Regions from separate parts of the Mus musculus genome. Here region 2 is linked to region 1. A link is a contact called in public promoter capture Hi-C data. All regions are on one chromosome and are shown on one strand. Each heading gives the region's core, a stretch centred on a gene start, on an enhancer-like site or on the middle of the called end of the contact. The rest is flanking DNA. Distances are from core to core; before and after follow the strand shown.

Region 1 (6,765 bases), core at 507-3,006:
GCTATATTCTTTCCCCTTTGCCACCCCCACACCGCAAAAAATAAAAAAAGCCAAGCCGTGGTGCACGACTTTGCTCAGGAGGGAGAGGTGGTTGGATCTCTAAGAGGCCAGCCTGGTCTAGTTTCAAGTTCTAAGACTGCCAGGACTACACAGAGATCTTTTGTCTCTTGCCAGGTATGGTAGGGGCACAGACATGTATGGCCTCTTGAAAGGAACCCCCAACCCCATATTATCCAAATTCTACTGGGCACTGTGTACGTATACATAGTGTCTCATTAGACTGCAGTGCAAAGGTTTCCAGTGATGGAAACTATAACCAGCTACTGGGTTTAAGATGGAAGAAAATGCCAAATGCAGTGAGCTTCCCATGATAATAATGGTTATCATGTTCACCTAAAATGGAAGACCATTGTGCTGGACAGAGCAGAACAAGAAACTTAAGAAACTTCTCACAGTCTACCATGAAAGGATTCGGCTAATTTCCCAAGACTGCTTCATGAAGATTAAATCCTTCATACAGTACTGAAAAGATTGGCAAATGTTCTCCTATCTGAGACCTAGCCAGCTGTCACTACTTGGTGATGTGGATAAAGAAGTCTCATTTAATTTGGGACTGGGCATCCAGGACAGTAGTACCTCAGTATTGTTGGTTAGCTGCCTGGTGCACTTTCCACTCACCAACTATGGAGAGTTTGACAAACCTGTTCTCATCACAAGGATTGCAATCAGCTCCTCCTTTGTGGGTGAACATCCATTTCCACTTTTGCGCAATGATAATGTCTGTTATTCTCATTGTATAGGAAAAAGCCGGCCGAGTCAGTTATCCGACAGCATGCTCTTAGATTAGAATGGAGTCCACATCCTGCTGTCCTGCTTTAGCAACTGCTCAGCAGGAAACTTGGGCTTATTGGGTATAAAAGAGCTCAAATTTTATCTTACAAGTATGGGGTCTAACTACTGTGAAGGGTATATCAACTTGAGGCGACACCTATCTGCTAGAATCTACCACCAATACTAAGAGGTTTGAGTTCTCTTTCCCTAAGAGCAGCAACCTGACAGGTTTTGACTAGGGTGAAGGCTGCTATCTAGCATATACTTTGATGACCCAGTCTTTTCAGTACATAAGTCCATTACAAAACACAAACATGGATCTCCATATCGCACGCCTTTAATCCCAGCATTAGTGAGGCAGAGGAAGGTCTCTTGGAGTTCGAGAACAGCGAGGGCTACACAAAGAAACTTGTAAGTGATGAGAGATGCAAAGGGTTAAATTTGCAAAGCCTGACAACTTCTGAAGAAAGCATCTGCCTCCGAGACTATTCTACTTAAGCTGGGACGTTGGTGGCCAGATTCATAATTAGAAAAGCAAAACAGCTCGATTCCCTACTTGTTGAAAGCGATTATTTGCAAAATATAACTACACATAATAGATTCCCCCATTTACCAAACATTCCTAGTTTTGGAGGGAAAAAAGTTTGCTAGAGAATGCAAAATGGCGACTTCGCGTGACGTCATGCCTGTCGCAGACACATATTGCCGCCTTATTAAGGGCGGAAGCCAGGCTAAATCAGCCTCGCTGTAGATGACCGTGAATAGGCGCAAAAAAAAAAAAAAAAAAGTTCAGTTTCCGGCGGATGTATCCGAGGCAGATAGTTTAGTAAGGGCGGAAGTTCAGGTACGGAAAAGGTGTAATCCAAGAATGGTTACAGCGCCTGTCGTGTATCAGTCACTTCCGGGGAAGATCGGAAGTTGCTTTGTTTTGCTTCAAGATGGCTGCTGGGATGTATTTGGAACATTATCTGGACAGTAAGAGCCAACTGGAGAAGGGGGTCATGGGCCATAGAGTGGTGTAGAGGGTCCAGGTTGACAGACTTCATGGCCCCGAGGTTCTGGTAGCCTGAAGATCACAGGAAAAGGGTTCCGTGGGAAGATTTATTCGAGGGGGAAGAGGGAGGGGGCGGGGCAGTGGGCTTAGAGGCCTCGCTCAAGATCTGGACGAGGGAAGGGCTGCTCCGTGGGATCAGGGCTGGGCTTTAAAGGGTTAGGGGTAGCAGGAAAGTAGTTGCTGACTCAGTTCTTGAGGGTAGATTTTTTTTCCCCCCTAAGTTGTGCAGCGTCGTTACTTACGCACTGCCATTTGGAGCAGCTGCAGATATTCGACCTAATTCCTTTAGTCATTTATATCTCAAAAGTTGCTCCTCATTAAGCTTGCTGGGTGGAATAGAGCGACCACTGAGTTGATCGCTGAAATGCTTTACTTTATGAGCAAAATCCAGTTCTCAAAAAATGAGGAATATGTCTGTCTGTCTGTCTCCTCGCCTCCCTGGTCTTCCCCCTCCCCCGTCGTGTGTGTGTGTATGTGTGTATAGAGACTGGGAAGTGAGAAATCGGCTGGGGATATATTAGACTTTTAGGCAACTCTTAACCTGGGCATCTTAAAATAGAGCATTGATTTTAATAAAAGAAAGTAACTGATCAAATAATGGTAGCAGTCCAAATCAGAAGTGCAGACCTGGTCTTAGAGAATGACAGAAAGTTTTAGATATTAAACATGGCACACCTTTAATCCCAGCACTTGGGAGGCAGAGGCGGGCGGATTTCTAAGTTCGTGGCCAGCCAGGTCTACAGTTTGTTCCAGGACAGCCAGAGCTACACAGAGAAGCCCTGTCTCAAAAACAAACAAACAAAAAAAGATATTGAACATGGCAAGATTGATTGAATGACTTTGCGATTGAGAGAGAAGGAAAATCCAAGGTGAATTCTGCTTGGAAAATAAACTATCTAATCAGCAGTGTAGGAGATTCTGGAGTAATAACAATACATTAGTCTTTGCCTTAGAAATAGGCATTCAATCTGACAGTGAGATTATTCAGGAAAAAACTTCAGACAGTAAAAAAGACACTGAGCTCAAGAAAGCAGCATTTAAAGGATAAGATGTAGTGGTTCACGCCTTTAATTCCAGCACTCGGGAGGCAGAGGCAGGCGGATTTCTGAGTTCAAGGCCAGTCTAGTCTACAAAGTGAGTTCCAGGACAGCCAAGGCTACACAGAGAAACCCTGTCTCGGGAGAAAAAAAAATGTCGATGCTGGCAATACCAGAAGGCCTCTGACCTAGTATTCACTGCTAGGAGGAAGTAAGTTACTTGAACGAGAAGGTGGTGCCGACTGCCTCGGGAAAGATGAGTCATCTGATTTGGTAATCTGTTGTGACTAGTAATCCTAGTGAACTGCTGTCACAGACTTAAGAAGCCCCCTCTTGTTTTGTCTTTTCAGACAGTGTCTGATTTAGCCCAGGTTGACCTTGAACTCCAGGCCCTCCTTCTATCTCCACAGTGCTATTGATTATAAGCACCAAGCCATATTCAGTACAAACATTTTTTTACATTTGAGTTCGACTTACAGAAACACAAGTTTGGGTAGCACATACCTTTAATCCCAGCACTTGGAAAGATCTCTGAGTTTGAGACCAGCCTGGTATTATAAGGTGAGATCTCGGCCCGCCATGGCTACATAATGAAAGCCTGTCTTTATGTTTATATAGGAGATGACACTAGACCACTTGCCTAACAAGGGGCAGCCCCTGGGATTGAAGTTCAGTCTGCCCCACCACAGGGAGCGAGAGAGTGAGGTTAAGCTCTGTAGAGAAAATTTGCTTTTGTGGAGAAGCTTAACTAATAATACGTTTATTCAATTATTTATTTGACACTTTCTAAACATGAGGGGAATTTAAAATTTGATCCAGGCATGTGTCTCCTGGAAGGTTAGGGAGACATACCCAAAGTAACTATTAGTTATTTCGTTATGGTTGGATAAATACTAAAAATACTGGCTAGACTATCTCTTTTTTTTGTTTTTTTTTCATTTTGGTTTTTTTCGAGACAGGGTTTCTCTGTGTAGGCCTGGCTGTCCTGGAACTCTTTGTAGACCAGGCTGGCCTCGAACTCAGAAAACCGCCTGCCTCTGCCTCCCGAGTGTTGGGATGAAAGGCATGCGCCACCAAACCCGGCTCTAGCTAGACTATCTTGACAGCCTGTCTATGTAAGGCATTTGTCCGAGTCTGGGAAAGTCCGGTTCTGAAACTGCACTTTGAAGAATGAGAAGAAGTGGAGTGGGGGAAGCAGGTACTGTGTGGGTGGGATGAGGAAGCCAGGACTCCTGGAAAGTTGCTGACAAGTGTGAGGCGCTTAGAAGGCCAGTGTGTTATCAGAGAGAGCAAGAAGATGGCAAGGCTGAGTGAGCTAAGCCAGATAGGAAGTGTGGAACACAGCCTTAAGTTACTGGACGGTTACAGAACGCATGATGAGTGCTAAAGTTGAGAGCAAAGAAGATGGAGGTTGAAGCTAAAAGAGAGAAAGCTGGTTTATAGAATAAGGTCACCAAATAAGAAGAGGTTAGGAGGCTTGCAGAGACAGGAGGCTAGCTGAAAAAGAGGTTTCCCCTTTTGAGAAAGGGTGAATGAATCCTGTCACAAATAAATCCCTCATTTCAGGCTGGGCATGGAGCTCAGTTGGTAGAATGACTGCCTGGCATGCAAGGGCCCTGAGGTTTGATCCCCAACACTGTATACAGCTGGCATAGGACTATTAACACTGGACTATTAGGAGCCAACACATGACAAGAATCAGAATTTTATTGTTGGTCATCGTTGGCTACAAAGCAAGTTTGAGGCCAGCCTGGCCTACAGAGACCCTGTCCAAAAAAAAAAAAAAAAAAAAAAAACTTAAAAAAAGAAACAAACAAACAAAAGCAAGAAAAAACTCCAGTTTCAGATGAGGGGAAAACTGAATCACACTCCATTTTATATATATATGCATATATATTTTTTTTTAAGTTTTTTGTATTATTATACATAAGTACACTGTAGCTGTCTTCAGACGCACCAGAAGAGGGCATCAGATCTCATTAGGGATGGCTGTGAGCCACCATGTGGTTGCTGGGATTTGAACTCAGGACCTTTGGAAGAGCAGTCGGTGCTCTTAACCATTGAGCCATCTCTCCAGCCCCCCTTTTTTTTTTCAAAATACTGAATTGCACTTTAGAAAAGTATTTTTTTAAAGATTTATTTATTATATATATTTGAATATATATATATATTATTACTTATTATATGTAAGTACACTGTAGCTGTCTTCAGACACTCCAGAAGAGGGCGTCAGATCTTGTTACAGATGGTTGTGAGCCACCATGTGGTTGCTGGGATTTGAACTCCAGACCTTCGGAAGAGCAGTCGGGTGCTCTTACCCACTGAGCCATCTCACCAGCCCTAGAAAAGTATTTTAGTTAATTATTTTTTATTACCTATCCATCAATCATGGGAATGGGTATGTATGTGTGTGTATGCATGAATGCATGTCCCCTTGTAACTCAGAAACATTGTATCCCCAGAGCTGGAGCTATAGGGACTTGTAAGCCACTCAGTCTGGGTGCAGGGAACCAAACTCTGGACTCTGGAAGAACAGCCAGTGCTCCTGTCTGCCGAGCATCTCTGCAGCCCCTGAACTTTACTTTTGTCTATTTTCCTATTCTTTGTTTTGTCTTTTAAAACAATTATCTTATGTAACTAGGTGGCTCCAGATTCCCTATGTGGCCGAGCCTGACTTGAGTCATAATTCCCCTGCCTCTTCCTTTTGTTTCCAGCCTGAACTTCATTTTCAAAGGAGCCTTCAGTCGGCTAGGGTTGTAGATCAGGGGCAGCACGCTTGCCTAGCATACGCAAAGCCCTGGGTTCTATCCACAGCATCGCAGAAACAGTAAACAAAAGGTTAAATAGAAAGATGGCCGCAGCAAGCTGAGGTCTAGCTTAGTGGTAGAGCACTTGCCACAACTTAGGTGTACTGCAGTAACTATTTCTGTCTCTTCCCAGGTATTGAAAACCTCCCGTTTGAATTACAGAGAAACTTTCAGCTCATGAGGGACCTAGACCAAAGGACAGAGGGTACGTACAGAATAATAGGCTTTTCTTGATCACTGTGTGGTTTCCTGCTTTCTGCTACCGTACCATCTGGTGAACTGTGACTTACTTGGGGGAGGGAGGTGTGTATGCACGTATGTATGTATGTATGAATGTTCTGCCCATATGTATATCTATGTATCATGTGTGTGCCTGGTACACAGAGACCAGAAGACAGTATCAGATCTCCTGGAACTGGAGCTATAAAGATGGTTGTGAGCCACCATGTGGGTACTGGGCTCCAAACCCAGGTCCTCTGCAAGAAAACAGCCAGTGTTCTTAACCACTGAGCCATCTCTCCACCTTGACTTTCATGGACTCCTTAAAAGAAGATAATGGCCATCCTTTTCTACTTTTCCATATCAAATGAAGGATTGAGATAATACCTCAAGAATTCAGTGATGCTGAGCTGGCGAAACAGTTCAGTGGGTAAAGGTGTTTGCTACCAGGCCTGATGCCCTGAGTTTGATCCCCAGGACCCACACAGTAGAAGGAGAGAACCTCCCAGAAGTTGGTCCTGTGACCACAACCTGTGGGCCATTGTACACGTTCATCCACACACATACAAACTATGCACAAAATAAACAAGGTTCAGGGGTGTTACAGTTTTTGTACCTCTTTCCTCAAGACTAGAAGATACGAAGCCTAGACGTTGCTCCTGGTTTTGTTTTTTGCTTTTGCGTGAACGCAAGGTATGCCTCATTGCAGTGTTTGCTATCACCAAATCCACAGCACTTGAGGCTACATACGCCTGCATGGATGGCTGCTGGCAACTTTGCCAAGAAGCTATTACAAAGAAAGGGCAGGGCATGGTAG
Region 2 (7,705 bases), core at 1,565-4,064, 150 kb before region 1:
CTGGGAAAGGATGCAAGAGCTGACTGGCTGCAATGTCCCCCTCCCCCGTCTCTGCTCATGTCTGCATTTCTCAATCTATTTTTCCATGCTTGTGCTTTGGCCTTCAGCTCCTTGGATGTCTTCCTCTGAGCTGCAGCCTTTAGTGTTCTCTTCCCCTTGGAGTGCCCCCTATCTCCTCTTTCTCCCCTTTCCTCTCCTCAGATGCCACCAAGATCTCTGGTTCCTTCTACCCTGTAAACAAGTAGCCTGGCTTCTGGTAGGTCTTCCAGGAGCTTTGATCTGACAGGAAGCTGTGGAGTATAGGCTGGACCGGAAGGGTGGATGTGAGAGGAATTGGCTGCAGAGTTGAGGGAGAGGGGACATGTTTTCTGGAAAAAAACAAACAAACAAACAAACAACAACAACAACAAACCAACCACAGAAGCCTCAAGGGAAGACAGGAGCGAAAGAGAAAGGGACAAAGAAAAGTCAGTAAGCAACAACCACCCTTCACAGGATCCATCAACACATGACAAGAACATGTCAGAAGGAGAGGCATAGGAATGAAGAGACTCTAGAAGGCAAGATACATGCAGAGAACTCAACACCAAAAGAACAAAGAGAGGGACCACACAAGGGATGTTATCAAGTGACAGTACACACCACACACCTTTTAAGGTACTTGGGGTTCCTGCCACCCTCACATGGCCCCCAGAGATGGGAGAGGAGGGCACAGTTCCAGCACAGCAGCCCCACCACAGTGACAGCCTGTGGTCCCGAATGCGTTTTCATCTTCTCCTCATGGCCCCCCAGTCAGCCCACTCTAGCCCAGTTGTGGGATGTGCCCCCCGCCACACACCCTTCCTCTGTTGCCTAGCTTCGTATAAACTTCCTAGAGATGTGACCCTCTAAGCGACCCTTGTGGTTCAGTGGCTGCAACCTCTGCCACCCTCTCCTTTGCCTCGGGTGCCTACACGCAGCGGGTGGGTGGCAGTGGGTGGGAGCTCTGTAACCCCTGCTTCTCTTGACTCAGAAAGAAAGGTCTAAACAATGCTGTAAGCAGCACTGAACATTCACACCCTACAGACACATCTACATCCTCCCTTCCGTCATCCCCTTTCCCATCTCCATCCAAGGTATTTAACCCAACAAATGTTTATTAAGTGTCTAAAATGTGCCAACCACTGCGGTCAAGAGTGAGACCGAAGGCCACTTGGAGCCTCTTCCTAGAACTGGTTGACCGTGGGGAAGACTCTGTACATAGAGGCAGGCCTCTTCTGTGAGGGCCTCGGATTGAAAGGGAAAACTGGTTCTAGGTATCTGGCTCCTCGGAGGATCTTTCTTTAGTGGTTCAGGGCGGCCATTTTGTATTAACCTAGAGAATCTAAGATAGCATCGGAAATGGTCAGAACACTAAATAGCACTGGCCTCCCTCATCGGGTTCTCCCAGCCTTGCTTCCAAAAAGAGTTCCCTACGAGACCAGGATATTCCGCTATTCCACTCAGAAGAGTTTTTGAATTACCTCAACGGAACCTTTCTATTTTGAAGGGTCAGAATGAACCTCAGGAGACCACTGTCTGGGAACAAGTCTATGAACTGAAGGACACTCAGGGGCACAACATAACTTCAAGACCATGTGGCTCTGGGGAAGGAGAAAGGTCTGAGGGTGTGGAGACAGGGAAGCTCACCCCATCTTGAGAAATAGAGTCCTGACTTATGACCGCTTTGTACCAAGCCCTCTGGGGTCTGTAGCCAAGACTAATTCTCTTAGAATTAATTATTCTAACATGTCTACTTTTAAAAAAAAAAGTGTCCCTTTACAGCAATTCATAGATAAGGGGCCAGTTTTAACATTTTCTGATAAAATCCCCTCCTCAACTCCTAACCCAGGGTAACTAAAACAGAGTCCCCTTAGAACATTTCAAAAACCCTAAATATCAGCCCAGACAGAGTGGCATGTGCCTTGGTCCCAGCTACTGGGGAAGCTGAAGCAATAATATCATCTGGGCCCAGGATATTGAGACCAGCCCAGGCAACACAGTGAAACCTCAGAAACAAAACACAACAAGCCAAAACCCTAAAACTTCACAGAAGAAAACAAGAGTTTAACAGCTCACGTCAACACAAATGAAATTGAGCGAGCCCAAAATGGACCATGTGGCCTGCAGTGTTCTTGATTGCATGATCCTTGGTGAAGACTTTTAAGAAAGTTTTTTTTTTTTAATTGCATATCGTCCACTCTGTTTTTCTTGTGTTTTCTGTTTCTTTTTGTTGTTGTTGTTTTGTTTTAGTGTCTCTTCCATTCTCAAAGTTTCCTCTTTCTAATCTTCAGTCCTCTGCTAAATTATTTCTGTATTTTCTCTCTCCCCAGCTTTCCACTCCCCACTATTGCCCCCACACCCCACCATGTCCCAGCTGCCTTTCTACCCCTCTGACTTTGCATTCTTCCTGGGGTGGTTCAAGGGGGCACCTACTGCTCTGAGCACTAAACTATACTTGGGGCCATGGGCAGGCAAAGATGAGAAGGGCTTACTGCTGAGCCTTTCGAAGCTCATGATTCCAGTGGGAGATCACTGTTCATGACCCGTTCTAAGAGGAATACAGGAGAACCCCAGGCCACAACTGAGAACAGAGAACTGCATCCAGAACATTCCGGCACATTAGCTGCCCCTTCCAGCTCCTTGAAAGAACAAAGTTGAACACGTCCCTCTTACCTCTGGCCAGTCCTTCCTTCACTCTGCTTCTTGCACAGGTGTGTGTATATGAGGGCTCGAGACTTTGCAAACAGGTACCTAGTGAAGAAGAGAGTCTTGCTTTGCCTTCACAGATGTTCGTAAATGAAAAGACAGGAAGCCTGGTCGTGAGGCTCCTCTGCACGGCGGACGTAAGCCAGCCCTCAGGAGTCCCTCCCTCCCACCCCCAGTTGTTGGGGAAGTTGAAAAATTAAAAATGCCAAAGTCACTGAAAATGCCTGAGCAGAATCAAGCTGGAGTCTGGAATGTCACTATTGTTTGGTGCCGTAAAAAGCTGAAACAGCCTGGTTAGGTCAACGTGAGGCAAGGCTTACAGGCACGGGCACGGGCACGGGCATGTAACTGTAACCCCAGCACTGGGTGATTTAGGCAGAAAAATCACAAGCTCAAGGCCAGACTAGGCTGCCTATGCAGTAATGCCATGTTTTAAAAAAAAAAGTTAGCAATTTAATCAATGGAAAATTTAGATTACGTTGCCCAACAGATCCACTAAGTCGGCTGTTCTAGAGATGACAAAGAGCCCATAGGGAAACAGCAAGAGTCAACACGGCTCTGTGGCAGCTAAAGACATAGTGGTTTGGCTTTCCCTTACTCCATTGCTGGAGATTGAGTGGGTAGCACATGGCCAAGGTGCAAAAAAGCATGCATGATGAGAACCTTGTGTGTCTCCTCTATGGGGAAGGCAGAAAGAAGCCATTCAGACTGTGTGCCCATCTTACAGGAAGAGTAGGGCCACTGTTTTGGACAGGTAAGCAAACACGCTACACTTCCTTTAGTGACAATTTGAGAGCAGCTGTGGTGATCCCTCTGAGGGCTTCTCATTACACACCCCTGAGAGCATCTGTGCAATGTGCAGCCTGTGATCAGCAGACTGTATATCTGACTCGCTGTGGCAGAGAGGCCTGGACTGCAATACGAACATCTGAGAAGACAGGAATGACTGGAGACTAGGGAGCAGTCTGTTGCTAACATTCCCCATATTCTCCTCTAGCCCAGATCTCACCTAAGCTCTGCAGACTGTGGTGGTTTGACTAAGAATGGCCCTAATAGGTTCATGTATTTGAATGCTAAGTCACCAGAGAGTAGTACTATTTGAAAGGATTATAAGGACTAAGAAGTGTGGCCTTATTGGAGGAAGTATATCACTGGGGGAAGGCTTTGAGGTTTTAAAAGTCCATGCCAAGCCCAGTCTCCTTCCTCTCTCTCTCTCTCTCTCTGTTCTTCCCTCCCTCCTTCCCTCTCTCTCTGTTCTCCCCCCCCACACCCCCCCCCCACAGATCAGGATGTAGCTCTTAGCTACTGGTCCAGCACCATGAAGATAATAGACTCCCTCTGAAACTGCAAGCAAGTCCCCGATTAAATGGTTTCCTTCATGAGAGTTGCCTTGGTCATTGTGTCTCTTCACATAGCAATTTCCATAAATCTCAGACTAGTTCTGGACAGACTTAGCATCTGCCTGCCCTTGCCTCAAGTTTTCTACAGAGTGACGGCAAGATAGCTAAGCCAAACACATTGAATGCAATCTTTTACTTCCTCAGTCCCCAATCCCTGTCATGTATCTATTTACAAATTCTTCTAAATGTCTTTCAAATCTCTCTAGGTCATTCTGAACCACTATGTCAGCGTAGGGTGACATTGCCATTCTATGCCGGCATGGTGGCTCCAGTCCCTAACTCCCATGTCCTGGCCTCTCCTGTTGGGATCCAGATGGTTCGCTGTTCCTTTATTGGGCACAAATCCTGACCCAGATGCAGCCCCATGACTGCCTGACTTTGGAAAACTTCAAGCACAGATAAAACCTTGGAGGAATGTCCTCTGGAGCCAAGCAAAGCCACAAGGTCAGGGGAGCTTGGCAGGAAGAACTCTTATAAGGGGGCAAAGGCACTCTTTATTCAAGTGCTGCTTGCAACAACAATCTCTTAGTGGCTAGAGAAGCCATATAGAAACAGTGGTAGGAAAAACAAACTCCGTTCATGTCTGTTTGTTTGTTCTTGAGAGTATTTCTCTCTGAAGAACAGCCTAGGCTATCCTGGAACTCCATTTATAGACCAGGCTGGCCTCAGAGTCATAGAAATCCTCCTGCCTCTGCCCCTTGAGTGCTGGGATTAAAGTCATGCACCACCACACCTGGCAAAATTGTTTAGTCTTGAGGTGAACCCAGAGTCTTGGGTCTCTGGCTACCATCACCCTCCCTGCCAAGGCCTTTGATACCCATGGCTGGTGGGTACCCACTCTGTCTTCTGCTTTCCTCCAGGTCATGTTCCACACAGCAGCCAGAGTGATCACTAAAAGGTATACACGTGTTCTAGCCATCCCCCTACTCTGAAAAAGTGGCTGGTTCTGGGCCTAAAGAGATGGCTCAGTGGTTAAGAGCACTGGCTGCTCTTCCAGAGGATCCAGGTTCTATTCCCAACACCTGCCTGGTGGCTCACAACTGTGTGTAACTTCAGCACCAGGGGATCTGCCCCATCTTCTGGCCTCCCACCGGCACCAGGTACATAACATATGTGGAGGCAAAATGCTCACACACAACAAACAAATGAAAAACAAAACACACACAGACACACACAAACAGACAACTAAAAAAAGTGGCTGCTTCAGCAAGATGGGCATAGGGGCTCGGGAAGAATAAGATAAAAGCAAAGCTTAATAATCTATACATATGAAGATGCCATCACTGTGATGACATACATGTGTGAAACCCATCGCTATGCATGTTAACTTTAAACAATAATGGGCTGGGGAGATAGCTCAGCAGTTAAGAGTACTGGCAGCAAAAATAAACAAATTATTACAATGGTAAGAAGAAACGAGAGATGTTAAAAGTGTAGCTTGACTTGTGGCCCCCACGAGTTTCTACTCACGACGAACATCCCAACCCCATCTGCACCACAAGTGCTCTCTGCAGCTTCCTGTTTCACAACACGGTGTTCCCAAAGGTTGCATTTTAATAAAATTAAATTTTATTGTTTCAACCAAAGACATTGCTCAGTAAAATATGGGCATGTTTTTGAAAATGGCAAGTGCCTGGCAGTGAAGGACCAGGGTGCATTTTCCTGACACCACCTCGCTTTGTGCTGAGGCAGCTGTTTCACCCAGGAAGCTTTTGCAGCCCCGCTGGGATTTAGGACAGCAACGGGCAGATGGAGTCCTGTTGCCTTAATAAAGCTGGCTTGCCCTTTAAGGTTTCAGGGTCTCTTAGGGATCCACGGGCCACACTTATACGCTGGGAACCACAAATCTAGGGGACCCTTTATTCATTCTTTAGAGCCTAGCTATCAGTTTTATTTAGCTATGTCTCAATTTGGTTTTCTCTTTCTTCTTACTAATAGAGCCCCCCCCCTCGTTTTTTATCATCTGTGTGTGTGTGTAAGGGGGGAGAGAGAGAAAGAGAGAAAGAGGTGTTATTCTGTATGGGTAAAGGGACACACATGCCAATGACAACATCAAAGGACAATCTCGAGTGGTGTTGGTCTCCACCTTCTTCCTCGGGTGAACAAGGGTGTCTTGTCCTCTGCTGTATATCCTGGGCCCATGAGCATGCTAGGTTGCTCTGTCTCTGCCTCTCACCTCATTATAGGAGTGCTAAGGTTACAGACATTCACTATTGCATCTAGCTGGCTTTATGCAGGTTCTGGGGTCCAAATTCCAGCCCTCACACTTGCGAGGCAAATGCTTTATCCACTGAACCATCTCCCTAGCCCCAGAACTCACAGATTTCAACTGAGCTCAATTTTTTTTATTGATTATTTATTTTGAGATGGAATCTTACAATGCTGCCCAGCCTGATCTCCAACTCCTGGCTCAGACAATCCTCCTGCCTCCTCTCAAGTAGCTGGAATTGCAGGCCAGCCTTTAGCAACCAGATAGCACACACACACTCCCAAGCTTTCTTTGCAGTCATTCTGGCCAAGTGACTCAGTTTTGTGAATGAATTGAAGTGAACGTGTCAGACAAAACCTCAAAGTTGCTCTTTAAAAGCAGCTAGGTGTTGACTCCCCTGCCTGGGGCTTTCTTTTCTTACAGTCTGCTATGCAAACCCTTCCGTATAACTTATAGACAGCCCTCCTTTCTCATTTGCACTACCTAGCAGGCTTCAGTAGGCAATTGAATTTTTGACCGTGCTCTAGACCCACCCACCCTCCCATCCATCCACCTGTCTTAGTCTGGGTTTTACTGCTGTGAGCAGACACCATGACCAAGGCAGCTCCTATAAATCAACATTTAGTTAGGGCTGGCTTACACAGTCAGAGATTCAGTCCATTATCATCAAGGCGGGAACATGGCAGCATCCAGTCAGGTATGGTGCAGAAAGAGCTGAGAGTTCTCCATCTTCATCTGAAGGTTATTAGCAGAGTACTGCCTTCCAGGCAGCTAGGATGAGGTTATTAAAGCCCACACCACAGTCACAAACCTACTCCAACAAGGCCACACCTACTCCAACAGGGCCACACTTTCTAATCCTGTCACTTCCTGAGCCAAGCATATACAAACCATTACACCACCTATCCATCCACCCACCCATCTACTCATCTACCCACCCACCCATCCATCCATCTATCCAGCCACCCACCCACCTATCTACCCACCCATCTACCCATCCATATATTCAAAGAGTGTTAAGCATCCACCAGACCAAGCCACTTTAGTCCGTGTTGGGGGTGTAACAGTGAGCGTGAATATGTAATAGTGAATATCAAAGCAGATTAGGTCGCACAAGCTTTGGTTTGTAACATGTCCATAATGAATGATCTTATCGCAAATGGCATGCACTTCAAAAGGAAAAGCATGGAGAGCAGAGAGAGAGAGAGAGAGAGAGAGAGAGAGAGCAAGCTTACCACAAAGTAGCCTTATGCCAACTACAAGTGTATTGTTAAGTATCAAGAGCTTCTATGCTGCGACAAATGGAGGAAAATTCAAAACAGTTGCTTGGCTTGACTAAGAAGAGTTTGTTCCTCATAAGAAAGATGTC

Evidence for each region. Promoter capture Hi-C pulls out the DNA fragments that hold promoters and counts their contacts.
Region 2: a contact with region 1 is called in a promoter capture Hi-C map of stem cell-derived epiblast-like cells, with 3 times the contacts expected there. The contact joins the promoter of Cd4 here to the promoter of Ing4 in region 1. A contact is called at or near these places in 25 of 39 promoter capture datasets (the 3T3-L1 cell line, the C10 cell line, the HPC-7 cell line and 14 more), 7 of 484 Hi-C or Micro-C datasets (CD4 T cells, brown adipocytes, embryonic fibroblasts and 3 more), 11 of 115 datasets of contacts at active chromatin or transcription factors (the 230-238 cell line, T-cell acute lymphoblastic leukemia, bone marrow-derived macrophages and 8 more) and 4 of 9 other capture datasets (adipose tissue, liver, macrophages and 1 more).

Annotation. Positions count from the first base shown.
Region 1 is chr6:125,038,092-125,044,856 of GRCm38.p6, forward strand. Ing4 (inhibitor of growth family, member 4) reads left to right here and starts at 1,757. Exons shown (of 8, transcript NM_133345.2): 1 at 1,757-1,806; 2 at 5,863-5,934. The coding sequence starts at 1,770. The region is part of intron 1 of 4930557K07Rik (RIKEN cDNA 4930557K07 gene); the gene reads right to left.
Region 2 is chr6:124,885,386-124,893,090 of GRCm38.p6, forward strand. Cd4 (CD4 antigen) reads right to left here and starts at 2,815. Exons shown (of 10, transcript NM_013488.3): 1 at 2,695-2,815.